Regions from separate parts of the Mus musculus genome. Here all the other regions are linked to region 2. The links are chromatin contacts, called in public HiChIP or PLAC-seq and promoter capture Hi-C maps. All regions are on one chromosome and are shown on one strand. Each heading gives the region's core, a stretch centred on a gene start, on an enhancer-like site or on the middle of the called end of the contact. The rest is flanking DNA. Distances are from core to core; before and after follow the strand shown. Region 1 holds the start of Prkcd (protein kinase C, delta). Region 2 holds the start of Chdh (choline dehydrogenase). Region 3 holds the start of Tkt (transketolase).

What was found. Promoter capture Hi-C pulls out the DNA fragments that hold promoters and counts their contacts. HiChIP or PLAC-seq counts read pairs in DNA pulled down with a chosen protein or histone mark.
Region 1: an H3K4me3 HiChIP or PLAC-seq map of forebrain shows a contact between it and region 2, with 3 times the contacts expected there. The contact joins the promoter of Prkcd here to the promoter of Chdh in region 2. A contact is called at or near these places in 1 of 39 promoter capture datasets (frontonasal cranial neural crest) and 4 of 115 datasets of contacts at active chromatin or transcription factors (the SCID.adh cell line, forebrain, kidney and 1 more).
Region 3: a promoter capture Hi-C map of embryonic stem cells shows a contact between it and region 2, with 4 times the contacts expected there. The contact joins the promoter of Tkt here to the promoter of Chdh in region 2. A contact is called at or near these places in 9 of 39 promoter capture datasets (the C10 cell line, the HPC-7 cell line, HPC-7-derived erythroid cells and 5 more), 1 of 484 Hi-C or Micro-C datasets (nephron progenitors), 8 of 115 datasets of contacts at active chromatin or transcription factors (the SCID.adh cell line, T-cell acute lymphoblastic leukemia, extraembryonic endoderm stem cells and 5 more) and 2 of 9 other capture datasets (liver and pancreatic islet).

Annotation. Positions count from the first base shown.
Region 1 is chr14:30,624,379-30,627,592 of GRCm38.p6, reverse strand. It overlaps Prkcd (protein kinase C, delta), which reads left to right and starts at 1,385. Exons shown (of 18, transcript NM_011103.3): 1 at 1,385-1,613.
Region 2 is chr14:30,007,667-30,010,706 of GRCm38.p6, reverse strand. Chdh (choline dehydrogenase) reads right to left here and starts at 1,707. Exons shown (of 8, transcript NM_001136240.1): 1 at 1,474-1,707. It overlaps Il17rb (interleukin 17 receptor B), which reads left to right and starts at 1,811. Exons shown (of 11, transcript NM_019583.3): 1 at 1,811-1,975. The coding sequence starts at 1,916.
Region 3 is chr14:30,547,517-30,550,847 of GRCm38.p6, reverse strand. It overlaps Tkt (transketolase), which reads right to left and starts at 1,717. Exons shown (of 14, transcript NM_009388.6): 1 at 1,468-1,717. The coding sequence starts at 1,574.

The DNA.
Region 1 (3,214 bases), core at 136-2,635, 620 kb before region 2:
TCTCTAGCTCAATCCCCAATGTACATTTAAAATAAGGTTTGGAGCCCCACATCTCTGCCAGGGTCCCCCATCCCTGGAAGTTTCAAGCCTCCACGGGTGGGGCAGCACTTCTCTTTTTATTTTTTTTATTTTTTTATTTATTATATGTAAGTACACTGTAGCTGTCCTCAGACACTCCAGAAGAGGGAGTCAGATCTCGTTAAGGATGGTTGTGAGCCACCATGTGGTTGCTGGGATTTGAACTCCTGACCTTCGGAAGAGCAGTCGGGTGCTCTTACCCACTGAGCCATCTCACCAGCCCCTGCAGCAGCACTTCTCTTGATCTCAGTCGGCAAAGAGCTGTCTAGACTTCTATTCCTTCTAGGTAGTTTTCCAGAAGGAACTTAGGTATCTTGGGCTATTAGAACCCTCTTGTATCCTCCCAGGAAGAGTTCTCGTTTGTTTGGTTTTGTTGAGACAAGGTCTCTCATGAACAGGCTGGCGTCCACACTCTATTCTCCTGCTTTCTCCCCCTGAGCACTGGAGTATTATTCTGAGCCTCCATCTGTGGTTTACTCTGTGGTGGGGGTCAAACACAGCGCTCTCTGCGTGCTAGAAAAAACGATCATCTGCCCAGCCCAGGAAGTCATTTCTTTGGGTAAGTATAATGTAACAGCTTAGTGTTCTGGGCTTTGGGGACAGAAAAATGGAGTCCCTGGCTCCCATTTGGTGCTCAGACTTTGGGCCCAGGGGACCCTTAATGAGTGAATGAGTTACAGCTGACAATCAAATCCCTCTTATGAGCTTGACTGAGCAAGGGGAGCTCTGAACCGTGGGCTCAGGAAAGACAGTGAGATGGGGGCAGAGGCAATTCCCACAATTGTCTGAGGAGCAGTGCTGAGACAAACTGGCTAGAACCTCTCGCCCTGGAGACCTCCCAGCTCCTTCTCTCGGGCAGGACTGGAACCGGCAGGCCTGGCGGCGTGGCTCTGCTCAAGCCAGCAGGAAGAGGAATGAGGCCAGGCAAGGCGGGCCAGCTGGCCAGTGGGGAGTCCCGGGTGTGGGCGCAAGTAGTTGGGGAAGCCCCGTCGGTGCCTCCTGGGCTCCATTGTGTGTGCAGTGCTCAACCCCACCCCCCAACTTGGCCTCGGAGTCCTCCTCTATAAATTAGTCCCCTGAGATGGGATGGCCTGCGTGCCACTGGCAGGCGAGGCGCCACAAGAGCCAGAGACGGCTAACAGATCTGGGGACCCAAGGACTTGCAACTCAAAGAGGCTGAGACGCGCTGGACCCCCAGCTCACGTGGGCGGAGCTTCGAAGGGGCGGGCGCCCGTGGGGCGGGTCCTGAGTGGGGGCGGGACCGGGGCCGGCACCTGGGTGAGGTCGCGCAGCCCCTCCCCTTTGCACTTCCGTGTGCCGCGGCGCCAGAGCAGGAGGCGGCGGCCGCGGGGATCCCGCGAGCGGCCCGTGGACATCTACCCTTCGAGCCGGGACCCGGGAGGTCCCCACTGGCCTCCGGACCCGTCCGGATCAGACTTGTGCCTACCTCCCCGTCCACGCGCATCCGGGAGAGCCGCGCCACGAGACGGACCCCGGCTCGCCGGGACCCCTGGCGCCTGGCCCTGCGTCGGGAGGTGAGTGAGAGCTGGGCCCGGGCGCGGGGTCCGAGTTAACTCGAGGGCGCAGCGGCCTTTCTCCCCCTTTTCCTCGCCCGTAGTCTCCATTCCCCGCTTTCTTCTCTGGCTCCTGGTTCTGAAACTGAGAAACTGAGCCAGGAGCAGCCAAAGTCCCGCCGAGCACGGAGACCCGCCGGTGCCTCCATACCCTGGTCGGTCTGACCCTCTCTTCGACGGCTGGAGCCCAGGCCCGACTACTCCCAGCATCTTTAACCCCCTACTCCACCCCTGTGTGTCTTTATCCCCGCCGAGGGACCGTCCGATCTTCTCAAATCTCTCAGGGGACTCTGCACATTCGTCGGTCCCCACCCCCTCTTGCCTGGTCCTCTGCTCCCAGGCCAGGTCTGTTTGCCCCTCGCCGTCCGTGTACTCCGTCTCCCCACCCCCACCAGATCCGCCGTCCCCTCGACCCAGTCCTCCCAGAGCCGCACCCCCAGCCCACGCTCGCCTGCCCCTGCCAGTCCAGTCTCCGGTCCTTTTCACCACCGGGCGGAGGGCGGGCCGCCTGTCTCCCTAGCCTCCAGTGCTTGGGTCCCAGGCGGGCGGACTCTCACGGCGCCGCCTCCTTGCCCTATCTCTTCTTTCAGTCTCGGTGTCTTTCTTGGCTTTCCATCTGTCTCTGAGCTGGGCGTGGCTCCAGCCTCCACCATTCCCCTGTCCTCTCTGATCCCCCGTGTCCCTTCTCCGGGTGGTCTCTGCCTGGTGCTGTCAGTCTCTGTCCCACTGGAGAGACGCCACCCCCTCTGGGGGCCCAGTAAGGTGATGAGGACAGCAGTGACGGGAGTGCTCTGCCCTGCCGGCTGGCAGTGGAGAGGGAGCACCATCACAACTGCTCCCACTTCCCCAACTCTCTTATACAGGGGAGGGGAGAGAAGGGAGCCTCACTCAGCACCCCACTCAAACCTGGAGGACTTAGACTGAGTGGGGGAGATCCCTTTTTCCTTTGGCCGCTACCCTGGGCCCTCGGAGGAGTCTGGCTTCTGTTGCTGTAGTATCTGTGTCTGGACTTGTGAGTATAGTGTGTATCTTGTCTCTTTGTGTATTATTTGTCATAGTGGGACTTCCCCTGTGAATGTGTCCTTTTTCACGTGTGACTTGCATATACTTCATGGCTGTCTGTGTGTTCTGAGGCTTGGTGTGTGCCCCGTGCAACTTGGTAATCATGCCTTGTATGTAGAGGCTTCCCCTGTATATTTTGTGCCTTGGCTTGCTCATGTCTCTGTGTCCCTGTGTGTTCCAAAGGTCTGTGCATTATATCACAACAACCCTCTGGCCAGAGTACATTCATTCCTTTAATTGTGGGAGCCCACGCTATCGGTGTGCCGACCCCCTAGGCTTGTGTGTAAGCGTGCCTCTAATCATATTCGGTTCTTCTTCCTCTGCTACTGATCCTCTATGACCAAGCTGATCAGGGACAGAGGAGGGGACTGGGTTTCCTCGTTCCTGCTATGGATTAGATTGGGGTGTGGTGAACAGGCCAGCAGAGGGCGGCTGCTCTGTGTGTGTGTGTGTGTGTGTGTGTGTGTGTGTGTTTTGTTTCTCAGTGACAGTATCTTTGT
Region 2 (3,040 bases), core at 458-2,957:
TTCTCCGGGATAAGAAACCCAACTAGCTGCCCTGAGCCATTTCTCAAAACAAGCCAATCAAGTACCCAATTCCTTATGTTTGTCCCACCTCCCCTTGCCAAGGTCAGGAGAGGTCGCTCCAGTTTCTGTGTGCATGTGACATCAAGAACTTTCCTGCCCGCCTTTCTGTCTCAGGGGCCAAGAAATGGCTGACTTGTCCCTGGACCTGACCTCTCTATCCCTGCTGTCCCAAAGCCCCTTGCCTTTTGCCTTGAGCTGACTACAGCAGGCTGTGTTCTGCCAGAGCAGCCCAGGGACTGGCACTCAGCTACTCACCGAGTAAACACGTGTTGGCAATCGGCTGTGACTTGCTCAGCTGAGAGGGAGTGCTCTCTACTTGCTCTGCACAGCCCCATGGGCTGTTTTTCAAAACTGGAAACTGATTGTTATCTAAACATCTGCCTGGCTCCTCAGCCCCATAGGGCAAAGTTCTCAGATAGAAGCTGGAAAACAAGGCCGTCTCCATTTTGTCTTCCCACCAGGGCAGGTACTCTGGCCTTGCATGTTCCTGTCACAGTGCTCAGCTCCATGCCAAGAGCATGCACCTTTGCACCCTGGTAGCAGGCAAGGGTTTACCGGTCAGAAAGGCTGCTATGAAAGCTTATTGTTCCCAGGAACCACTGAGCCTGAACGGCTCGCTGAGGTTGAGTGGGAGCCCAGGATGGCCCAGTTCCAGGCGAGGGTGGGGCTACAACCTCCCTTCTGTCAATCTCCTTGGTCAGGCACCAGAACAAGTTTCTCAGGAAACTATTCCTTGCAATCCAACAGAGGCTAGGGACGGAGCCTTCTCCAGGTGAATCAAAACCAGAATCTTCACCTGAAGTCTGTCTCACTGATGAATTTAGTCTGTATCCCAGTCGGGCTTCAGCAAATACAGCCACTTGACTCCACCCAACCTCTTAGCAGGGAGAAGCAGGACTTGTGCCTGAAGCTCTCTCCAATTCCACTGTCTACGTGTCTGGTGAGCCCAGCTCTGCTAACGATATAGGAAGGGCTGAAGCAGCAGAATTCCAGGCTCTGTAGCCCTTTCTCTAACCCCAAATGATACTGGGCTATCCCCCTCTCAAGCCATTTCATCTCAAAAGGATGGTCCCTGGCCCACCTTCCCAAAATTAAGGTCCGAGAGGTGGTGGAGAGTCGGGCAGATCTCACTCAGGCAGAAGCAGCACTGCCAAATGTCAGAACCTTAGCTCGGAACCCACAGTGCTGAGACACCAGCTTCGGGACCCCAGATGTAACCGCCAGGCCTCATTCTATAGGAGTACACTTAACCAGAAAGCCTGAGAGGCCAGGGGTGGAGATTCCTATCACTGTTACCTTGTAACTGTTAAGTTCCTGTCGCTAGTTCTCTCAAAACCCAGAAGGTTTCAGTGGCTTGAGCCCCTCCGCTTCAGGTCCTCACCCAGCCTAGGACCTGAAAAGCTAGCTACTCACCCGGGACAACTCCGCACCTGGGCCAGGACGCGAAGGACAGGAGCCAGGAGAGCCGAGAAGGCAGTGGCCGCTGATCCTCGCCCGCTGCTCTTTAACTGGCGTCCCGGGAGTGCCGCGAGCTGCTCCGTCTGGCTCCAGGCGCGGGTGCGGTCGCCCCACCTGGCCTGCGGCACACACCTGTGCGCGGGGCTCGACACGCCCCGCGCCTGCTGGAGCTTCAGTCCTCCCGGGCCTGAGTCATTCGCACCCCGCCTACCCCCGCGAGCCCCGAGGGCGACAAGGCGGCCACTTTACTGTCTTGGGACCAGGCCAGCGCCGGCTTGGGCAGGGCGGTACTGTGGGAGGCGGAGCCCGGAGAACTGCGGCGGGCGCCTGGATAAGAGGACCCTGGACCTCTGGCCCCAGCTCCGCGTGGTGGTGGGCGGTGGCCAGTGGCCGGGCCATGTTGCTAGTGTTGCTGATCTTGGCTGCATCGTGCAGGAGCGCCCTGCCTCGAGAGCCGGTAAGCATCCCCCTCCATTGTGGGCACCCTTTCGGTTCCCATCCGTTTAGCTGAACCCTGACAAGCGACAAGCGCCTGAAAACCTGCCAGCTCAACTGTCAAGGAATTGTCCATGAACCATCCTTAGAAAGGGGCCAGTTTGCACCCCTGAGCTAACCGCGATGGGTCTTGAACTCACACCACCCATCTATTGCCATCCTGGAAGGTATCAGTTGTCAGACTGCTTCCCAGGGGAATGAGGTTTAGAACTGTCACAGATGCCACCTGGGCATTTGAGTCGTAGTATTCTCCTCAAAAAGAAAAAGGGTGGTACTCAACTCACACAGGTATGCCTTGTCCTGGGTTAATGATGACAAACAAGACAGTACTGCTTACATCTGTGCTGCCCACCTCTTGGGTCAACAGACAGCCTGCATCAGTTTGCTTGCTTGCTTTTCCTTTCTGTCTAGGGCCATGTTAACTCCTGAAGGCAGCTTTCCTTTCTTCTCCAGTCCCCATGAATGAAAGAATCTTTCTAGGAGGGAAAAGCGCATCCTCAACAAGGCATTCAGATGCAAGCCCTGCTCTCTTCACACATTGGAAGGCATCCTTGGTGACTGTGGAAAGTCACAGCTTATTTATGGTGTCCTGAAGCCCTTGCCGTCTCTGTGCAAGAGAAAAAAACTGTCCTGGGGGCAGCTGTGAAGAACATTGAATGAACTCTGCAAAATGTAGAGCCCTCACCTGGCTTTTCCTACACACCTTGTCTTGCTCCCATTCAAGTAGAACTTGGTTCCTAGTAGGTGGCTCATTTGCTTAATAAGAGAATGTCACAAAGCAAAGGACAGTGGATGACATCATCCAAACCCCATTTGCTCCATCAAAACCTCTGCTTTCTGCCTTCACCAAGGTTTTGGAAATGAGAGAGCTGAGATCTTAAGAGTCCTTTGGGTTTGTCACATTGTGTCTTGCCACTGAAGATTACTGACAACTAAAATAAATGTTTTAGGCTCAATATACTATTTCCAAACTAGTACTCTTCCCTTTTAATGGAAACGTCAAAGGGTTTAGTAACTGGCCTTTCGT
Region 3 (3,331 bases), core at 468-2,967, 540 kb before region 2:
GCCAGGCCCCCAGCAGGCAGTACTAAATAGCCACTGATTACCAGTCTGGGGAAATCAACGTACTACACTTCAGTGTCTTCATGTATAAACTGATTATCAGAATGCTACCCCAGGACGCTGTGTGGCCCAGGAATACCCACTTAGTTTCTCCCTGATCCTGGAAAGGTCTACATGCGTATCCAGCATTGTAGAATGTTCAGCTGCATAGGTACCAGCCAGTCAACTACTTTGACCCTCTGATTAGACTTCAGACCTGGAGGGAGATGTAGGGGCCAGTAAAGAACAAGTAATAAACGATGTGGATGTGAAGACCTACTCTGTGCTAGGTAGAGAGGACAGTGTCTCTGCCAGACACTGAGGAAATCCAGAGAAAAGGAAGTCAGGTCTCTTAATTGGGCAGGGAGCACCCTCTATCATAGGCAGCAATCTAAAGCCAAGACAGATAACAGGTCCAAAGTATGCATGGGAAGTTGGGTGGCAAAGGGTTCCCAGTTCAAACCTTCTGAGGACATCCCGTCTTAAAAGCACAAGGGCTAAGTAAGGAGGAACCCACGGTAAAAGGCAAGAGAAATGCACTCCTTTAATAATATGTTCTGTATGGAACTGGCCAAAATCCAGAATCCTGGTCTTTGTTCTAAGCTCACAGTTTGTCTGGGTTCCTAAAATCTCCCTCCCCAGAACCCCAAACCATTCCAAGAAGCCCAGATCTCTCTGTCTCAAGGTCTCATACCAGGCCCAATGGAGACCTTAGAATTTCTTGAAACCACCCAGTGTGCAAACACCGTTAGCCCAGAACTTCCTATTTCGCGTGGGCCTCGCCCCTTCTTTCTACAAGCTCCCTTCTCCCCAGACTCGCACTCCAACCTCCTTGCTCGGGTCTAAGCCTCTCTTGGTGTTGCATCGTCACCTCCCTGCCCCCACCCTGGAGTCTTCAGCAGCACCGGGACCCCAGCCCACACATAGCAGGAGAGGCAAGAAGTGTCGAGGAGGGGAGCGTGGTTAGAGATGCAGAGAAGGGTGGGCCCCCAGTCTACTGCAAAATGGTGGGCTCTACACACATTCTCTGCCTACATTGCAAGGGCTGAAATTCCAGCTCTCACTGTGACTTTGGACAACTGATATAAAGCCGGAATCTCAGTTTCCCCATCTGCAAACCAGTGGAACCAACATGCTGGTGGAGAGCTGGAGCCCACACGTGCTCAGGTTTCTCCCGCCAGCAGTCATGGTGGCCTCCGGGTTGCAGCCGCAGAGCGAGGAGGCGCGCCCGGGCGCAGCGAGAACCGGGAAGCCCGGGCCGGCTGGAGGTGCTCGCGAGACCTGAGGCCCACGCGGTCGAACCCGGCCGCTCCGGAGCAGCGGAAGGCTCCGCCATCTGACCGCGCCCTCGTGGCGACATCGTGCTACGCGACACGGAGCCAGGGAGGCCGCGGGACCCGGCTCCCAGCCCCGCCAGAAGCGCGCGCTCACCCTGAGCCTGCCGCGGTGGTGGCCTGGATGGAGCTGATGCGCAGGCGATTGGCTGTGTCCTTCAGGGCCTGGAGCTTCTGCTGATCTGGCTTATGGTAACCTTCCATGGCGTGGTAGGACGAGGACGAGGACGAGGACGAGAACGCTGAGGACAGAGACACAGAGCCAGCAGCGGCTCAGGAAGCGACCAGCAGTGACCGAGGACGGGTGCTGCGGGCGGGCGCGTTAAGACTCCTTAGGACCCGCCCATGGGGGGCGGGGCGGAGGTGGGGCGGGGCGCCGAATCACCCCAGGCCGACGAGTGGCCTCTGGCCACGCCCCGCATTTAGTGGACTCTCGGAAGTCGCCAGGCCTGGGGGCTCTCTCCCAGCACAGTGCCCTGTTGGAATTAATCACACACAAACAGTAGCAACAAAGTAACTTCGCCACTATTCCTGGTTCTAAGCATGGCTCAGAGTTCCGCGGCTGACTTGGGTAGGACTGAGAAGAGAGATACTAATCAGTAATTGCACTTTTCTAAGGAAAAGGTTGAGGCTTGGCAAGGTTAGATTGAGATTACAGGGTTGGTGGGTAGCGCTGCAGCAGATTATCCTCAGTCCAAAAAGATCCCAGACATGAGAATAAATATACACTGCCAGAAACGGTAATACTGAGAAGTTACTAGGAGTATGCTGGTCTCAGACTACTAGAGCCAACGGACAAGAGTGGATTCAGAGAGATTACTGGGTTTGCCTCTGTAGAGACAGTTAGCACCTACTGCTCTTACCAGATCTGGTGGAGCTGAGAGGACTGAGCAGCTGTAACAGAAAGCGTTGCCTTCACAGTCTCGTTGGATCTGTCTCATTGGATCCATGACACACACTCGGGTCAATACCGTTTCCAGAGGCGGAGGTTGTTGCAATTTACAGAGAGGATATAAAGGCAAGCCTGTGAGTGGGTGCTGGGCAGAGGCAGAGGAAGGCACCAGTACAGCTTTGGTCCAGGTCCTCTCTGTGTCCTCCACAGAGCTCAAACTCAGAGTCATGAGACAATGGGCCCTGTGCAAGTGAGCACCCCTCCCCCAAGCGCTCCCTGCCTGGCCTGTTTCCCAGGTGTCCCAGTGAGACTGCCAGTGTGGTTTGTTACAGCCCCTGGCTTCTGCTGGCTCTGCCCAAAGAGGCTGGCCCTCCTAGTGCCTGACTGCCAAGGGCTGGACCTGGGACTGGAGTGTTGTGGTCTCGGAGTGTTCCACTATCAGATCCTTGGCAAGGCAAGTGCCACCTCTGTCCTCTGCTCACCAACAGGTCAAGGAGGCAAACAAACCTCAGAAGCCTTTGGGCCTTCCAACCCCATGGACCTGAGGGCAGTGATTATTAGTCCAGTTCTTCATTTCTCCACCTGTCCAATGACACTGATGTTAACTTCCTCTTCCTCCTCCTCCTCCTCCCCCTCCTTCCCTTCTTCTTCTTCTCCTCCTCCTCCTCCTTCCTCTTCCTTGTTCTCTTCTTCTCCCTCCTCCTCCCCCCTCCTCCTCCCCTTCTTCTTCTTCTCCTCCTCCTCCTTCCTCTTCCTTGTTCTCTTCTTCTCCCTTCTCCTCCCCCCTCCTCCTCCACCTCTTCTTCACAGTGGAAAATTATAATCTATTTGGGAATGGAAACATAAGCTAGAGAGGTATATGTTTTTATTTCTGAATGTTCATTTCTATATATCTGAATGTCCTTTTTAAAATTATAAAATAGTTACAACATTTCTCTCCTCCTTTTCCTCCCTCCAATCCCTTCCATACATCCATCCTTGCTCTCTTTCAACTCTACACAAAGATCTACAGGCAACTAAGGAATCCTGAGAGTGGGAGAAGTAGTCTTCTCCCAGAAAGAGCATACCA